Regions from separate parts of the Pan troglodytes genome. Here region 1 is linked to region 2. A link is a contact called in public Hi-C data. All regions are on one chromosome and are shown on one strand. Each heading gives the region's core, a stretch centred on a gene start, on an enhancer-like site or on the middle of the called end of the contact. The rest is flanking DNA. Distances are from core to core; before and after follow the strand shown.

What was found. Hi-C and Micro-C count contacts between places; a contact is called where the count stands out from the background.
Region 1: a Hi-C map of induced pluripotent stem cells shows a contact between it and region 2, with 2.4 times the contacts expected there. The contact joins the enhancer-like site here to the promoter of TFAP2B in region 2. A contact is called at or near these places in 2 of 7 Hi-C or Micro-C datasets (induced pluripotent stem cells and stem cell-derived neural progenitor cells), 1 of 1 datasets of contacts at active chromatin or transcription factors (stem cell-derived excitatory neurons) and 1 of 1 other capture datasets (stem cell-derived neural stem cells).

What each region holds. Positions count from the first base shown.
Region 1 is chr5:57,383,409-57,386,430 of NHGRI_mPanTro3-v2.0_pri, reverse strand. No RefSeq gene overlaps it. Among named protein-coding and RNA genes, the nearest start is that of PKHD1, 560 kb to the left of the region's middle. Within about 2 kb of position 1,385, at least 3 of the 24 cell types and tissues checked have an H3K27ac peak or open chromatin away from gene starts, as enhancers often do. A contact at or near this core is called in induced pluripotent stem cells, where this site is marked.
Region 2 is chr5:56,666,010-56,669,129 of NHGRI_mPanTro3-v2.0_pri, reverse strand. TFAP2B (transcription factor AP-2 beta) reads right to left here and starts at 1,357. Exons shown (of 7, transcript XM_016955661.4): 1 at 1,207-1,357. The coding sequence starts at 1,287.

The DNA.
Region 1 (3,022 bases), core at 136-2,635, 720 kb before region 2:
CCTCATCTCTGAAGCAATCTGTGTTGCTAGTAGATGGATGAGGTGAGAATATATATGGGGGGTGTGTATGTATATATATATATATGCATGTGTGTGTATATATACATATGCATGTGTATATATATGCATATGTATATATATGTCTTAAATATATATTTAAATGTATATGTATTTTTTCTCTCTATGTTCAAATATATATATGAGGAATTCATAACGGAAAAATAGGTGTAAGCTGTTTTAAATGTGCTGAGCCCAGTGATGCCTGCTGTACTGACTTCCTTCCATGGTGAAAATGTGAAAATGAGAATTATGGCAATTTCCCACAAAGTGCAGGTGATGACATCCCAGGCTTACGTCTGACATAGATTATGCAGTAATCCAAATGATCATTTGCTGATGCTTATCTCAATAACAAGTTATTCCTTTCTCTGCTCTCATTGTGTCCACAGAGGTGTAAGTGTGAGGTGTGGATACAGGAGAAGAGAACCACAACCAGGGAACCCTGTTACGAGACTTCTTGAAAGTGTGAGTGCTAGGAGGTGGTGAGGTGCCAGGGAAGAAAACTCCGTTGGGAAAGGGCATTTCATTAAACTTATTTTAATTCAATTCAACACACCTTGATTTTGTGGTTGTATGCTAAGTTAGGCAATTTAGTTTACCAAGTACTTCTCAGGAAGGTAATAGTTTTATTTCAAAAGTCCCCATGATGAAAAAAAATAGTATCCATATGTTATATTTAAGTTAAGTATAATAAGATGCAAATTATTATTTTTTGTCAGTATCCAATATCACACACACTTTGTTTCTCAAGGAAGTTTCACAAAAAGGTTGGACTGTTTATTGTATTTTTTTCTTAGGTGTTTAGGGGAGTCCTTTAAATAATCTAGTTTTCTAGGGCAGACCAGCCTGTGTCCATGCAGTGTACTGGGTGTCACATGTCCCTCCGGGTCAAGAATGGAATGGCCCTTGATGACACTGAAATAGCTTTCTCCAGGCTAGATCTTGAGGCTCCGGACCACAGGGATGTGATGGAATATGGTTTGGGTTTGTCATGGACAATGAATGTGGTCATTTGCTTTACTTGCTTGTACTTCAGTCAGTCTTGTGGCTGACAAATTTGAGCCCCAGAGAGGTGGCCACAGAGAGGGAGGGAGGAGAGCAAAAGAGAGAGAAAATGCAAATATTGTTTAACAAGCATTTGCTTTAGTGAATTTAAAATCACTGAATTATGTAGACTATTGCTATTATTTTGGAGTGACATACATAAAACTCCACAGGAGCACCTCAGAAGGATTCAGATGTAGGTATTTCCTCCAGGTGCATAGATGGTTAGAAAGGTTTAAATGCACATCTGCTATCAATCCGCATTCTCTGCTTAACCTCCCAGCCTGTCTCTTCCTGCATGTTTGCCCTGCTCCTCCTGACAGGTCTCCTTACCTAGGCAGAGATTAAGCCAATCTCTCAGTTTCCCAGTTCCCCTCACGGGACTGTCATAAGACTTAATTAAATAATGTTCATAAAGCATTCTGCTGTTCAGGTGTCCCTGGATAAAATGCAGAGCACAATATTATTGTGATTATTATTAATTAGGATGATCTTGTCTGAGGCAAGGGATGTTTCCTGTCAGCTTTAGAGAGTTCTACCCTGACCTTTACTTCTGCAGAAGGGATTTGCAATTGAAATGACTGAACTGTAATCCTTGATCTTGGAGAAATCTCGAGAAAGCAAGAGAGATGACAGAAAAACTGAGAATTTGGAGTTGCCAGGCTGATTTCTAAGAGGAATAAAGGAGATGTTCCAAACACATTACCAAGGCTCTTAATTCTAGTACTTTTCCCTCCACCCTCAAATACTCAGATTTTTTTTTTTTTTTAAGTGAAAGGCTGGTTTAACAATCCCTGGAGAATGTAGTAGCTACCATTAAGAACCAACATAGGGGTCATCAAAAACAAGCAATTACTTCCATCTTCAGTTTTTCCTTTGAGAGAATCCTTAGACCAATAATTAGGGAAATGTAATTGACATAGAAGCAAGACTTTGGGGAAACATTTGAAAAAGCTCCTTGTGAGAGCCTTGTGGACAAATTTGAGGACCACTGGATTGTATGTGGGTAAATACGGCAGGGCTCCATCGTAGACTCCCCCTTGCTCAACATTTTTATTTGATAACTACATGCCATATCATTTGGAATAAAAGCAAACATATTAAATGTATAAAAATTGTTGATAGCTGGGGCTTGGTAGTCTAAATTGTTGAAAATAAAATTCAGCAGGAAAAATTGTAAAGCTTTGCAAACCAAACTGCAAAAGCCTAGGCAGGGAAGGATATGGCTAAGCATAGGCTATGTGAGTTTTGGCACTGAGCAAGCTTGGCAGTACGCTGTGGCAATCGAGAAAAGTAGATGCAATTCAGACTTCATCAACCAAACATGTTGTTTTATCCTAGGCAAATAAAGGGGATATCACCAGGCTAGGGCATAGACTATACGGACTTTGAGGGCAGAGGTGGTGCTTTATTCATCTGGGTATCACCACCTGACACAGTGCAGGGACCCAGTAAATGTTTGTTGAATGAACAAATTTAGGATTTGGAAACATGCCATATGAAGCAGGACTGTTGAAAGTTACGATGTTTAACTTGGAAAAGAGAAGACTTGGAATAATATGATCACTATCTCCAAGTACTGGAAGGAGGATTGGCATATGACAGAAGGACAAGGTGGGTCCTAACGGCCTAGGGGATCCTTTGGGGACTGCTGTGTTCAGGCTGCTCAGTTGCACAATTCTGGTGGCAGCATTCACTTAGAAAATGGCTGAGGAGCCTAGAGATGTGCAGTATCTAGCCTGTACAGCTGTACAGGGAAGCCTCAGAGTATATAAATTCTGAGGAATGGAAAATGTTTCCCTATATTGAGCCAAAATCATATCAGGCTTTCCAAAATTCTATGAGCTGCCTTCAAACCTAGAGATTCTGTTGCTCACTTTTCCAAATTATGGAATTTGTAAAGATGTTCCAGGAAGGT
Region 2 (3,120 bases), core at 108-2,607:
GTCTCTGCATCCCTCCACCTTTCGTCTGACCTAGCGGCCCGCGCCCGCCACCCGGGAGTCTGCTTCTCTTCCTTCCTTTTCTCTCCAACTTTTCCTCTTAGCAATCTCCATGGCCCGCTTCGCCCGCCTCGACTTCCCTCCTTTTCTAAATCCGCTTCGCCTTTCCGAAGTTTTTATTTCCAACCTCGACGTCTCAGCAGAACCTTCCCTTCCTCCCTTCCCCTGGCAACCACCTGGGGCTGTCCCAGGCCATTCCGCTTAAAAGCGAGGCTCCGCGGGCTTCCCGGTCCCCAGCCTGGCCCGCCGCGCGCCCCGCGCCTCGCCCGCCTCGCCCGCCTCGGCCGCCTCATCCGCCTAGTCCGCCTCGCCCGCGAGTAGCGGAGCCGCCTGGCCGCGTCAGCCCTTGCCCGAGCCGGAAAAGGGCTTTGGCGAGCGCGGTCCGGGCCCCGGAGGCGGCTGGCGTCCTCCTGGCTGGGCGCAACTTCTCCTGCCCCGAAGAGTTGAGCTAGCCTCAATGCTAGAGACCCGTACGCATTGAACGTGGGCAGAAATTTCCGTGAAAGATGCCCACACAGGGGGCGGCTGCGATTTCTGTTCGGACGCAGTGACCCTCAAGGAAGCAAAACACAAGAAAACAGAAAATAATAAACTGCTACGACTTCTTCTATTTTGCTCTATCCATCCATATCTCCAGCCATCTACCTCTTTCCCGCTAATTCTCTGTCCTCTACTTGGAACCATTTGTTATCAATTTCAGAAATTTTATTGAAAATAAAAATTAAAAGCCCGAGTCTGTTACAAATGAGGCTTGAAAACCCAATTCTCTTCCACACTTAAAACGAGAAAAGCCCCTGACTTTATCAGAATCTCGATTTTCTCTGACAGCGTGCCCACATTCAGTAGCACCACATTCCCCATCAGAGCTTAAAAGGGTGGGGTGGGGTGGGGGGAGGCGAGGAAAAGGGAAAGAAAAATAAAATAAATAAAAACATTCCTAAATTAAAGTTGTCAGACTTCAACCTTAAAGTCCCTTTTCAGAGCAGCGAAGTCTTCCCTAGCCAGCTTTTCTAAAAGTTAAAGAAAGCTGAGAAAACCGACCGGAAATCTACGAGTAAATAGCTTAAAAATATATATCATTTGGGGTATCAAGAAGCTCAAATTCTCTATCTGCAAAGCTCTAAGATGCATCTGGGGGTGTCGACTCACCTCATAGATATCTTCGTACTTGACATTCTCCACGAGCTTCCAGAGCATGATGGCAGCCTGGTCTCTAGGAGGTGAGTGCATTCATGTGAGGAGCAGATGTCTGGCTTCTCAGGACTCCGCTGTCTGTAATGATCCATCTATAATTGGAAATGGGGGATACACACCAAATCCGACGCTCCTCTCCCATCGCAACTTATATCTGTTGTCTCAAACAATAGGCTGGACAAGTAAGCCTCAGCAAAGAGAAAAAACATTATTGCACACACAGGAGTTAGATGCAACCCACAGACATATATATTATAAAAATCATAAACCCGTATTTACACCCAGACACCCACGTATAGTTATATAAGCACCTCTGGGTCACACAGTCTGCAGACTCCAAATGTGCATTTAACAAAGAGTTGTTCAGGGTGATTAATATAATATATACATTTTATAACTTCTATATCGAAAATGACACATCATTGTAGCCAATAACTGAAGTCTTTGCAATTCATAATGAGAAACCAGGGGCCATCAGTCCCCTATTTTCTATGTAGATTTTAAAGGGGGACACTTACCAAGATTTTTAAACACAAAAGCTCCCTCCTATTCATGTATGTTCCGGAAGAGAGTATTTTGAAAGGCTGGATATGGGGGATTTTAAGGACTATCTCTGTGTTGATGGCTACACAACTTTTTTTTTTTTTTTAACTTTATCTCTGTCACCATAGAACAAAAAAGCTAGCCACCGTTAATGACCATTTCTAATATTTTCTGGTCATTTTACCTAAAACCTTTGGAAACTTAAATACACCTCAGTTTGTGCTGCTTGTTATTTTAGGTGTTGTTTGTATGCATTTTCAACGGATTCCATGCACCATTCCTCTTGGCTGGAGTCTCCATTTTATCAAGTTTTTTTCAGATGTTGGAAGCAACGTACGCACACGTTCAGACAAGGTTAATTTTGAGCCTTTTTTGCAGAGGCCAAGGACATTTTATATTTGCATCTGTTGTGTATGACTTGTAAGTGGTTTTAATCATGGAGAGTCAAGAAAGGGCCACCCGAATCTTTGAAAAGGTTTAAGCAGAATGTCTTCAAAGAGATAGTGAAAAATATTTTAGTGCATGTGGAGTTTCTTCTTTTTTTGTATAATTTTTCTGAATAAGATGATTCATATAGTTTTTAAAAAGGAAAACATCATCAGCAACAAGAACAATATTAACCAGACTTAGAAAATGGGCACCATTTAAGGCGCAGGGATTCTGAATTTTATCATGAAATGAATACTCATCTGTTCCCCTGTTCCCCCTTTCCCATCCCCTCTGTTTTTCTACTCCCTTTCAGGGTGCGGAGAGCTTCTCATAGCCGGAACAGACGCCCAGAAGAGGATCTCTGCGCCTGGGACAGAAAAGAAATGCCAGGAGGGACCGAGGAGGGATGGGGCAATTTGGGGTGGAAGTTATTAAGCCTGGTGAGAGTGAATCTGCAAAGGGTGATTGTCTTTAAATCCAGGACTGCTGTGTGCAGCTCTGCGCGAACAGGGATGGACGCTGTTTGAGTACAGGGCTCCGGACAACCGTGTTGGACGTCGATTCAATCAAAACCAAGGAGAAGCTTCATGAACTGCAGAATAAACAATTCTGCAGATTTTTAATTTAATTTTTAAACATAAGTCAAAGGAAAAGAACACAAAGAAGGTGCTTCAGAAGGAACTTCAGAAATAAACCCCTTATTTCCGGTTGAATTTTTTATGTTTCGTCTTTCCTTTTCTCCTCTTCCTCCTTTTTGTTTTCCTTTTTTCTTTCCTTCATTTCCCTTTTCCTTCCTTCCTTTCTCTCTCCATTCCTTTCTTCCCCTTTAAATGTTAACCTTAAATCATACACAATCTATACAGATTTTTCACTAGGAGCATCAGCAAAGATTTTCTT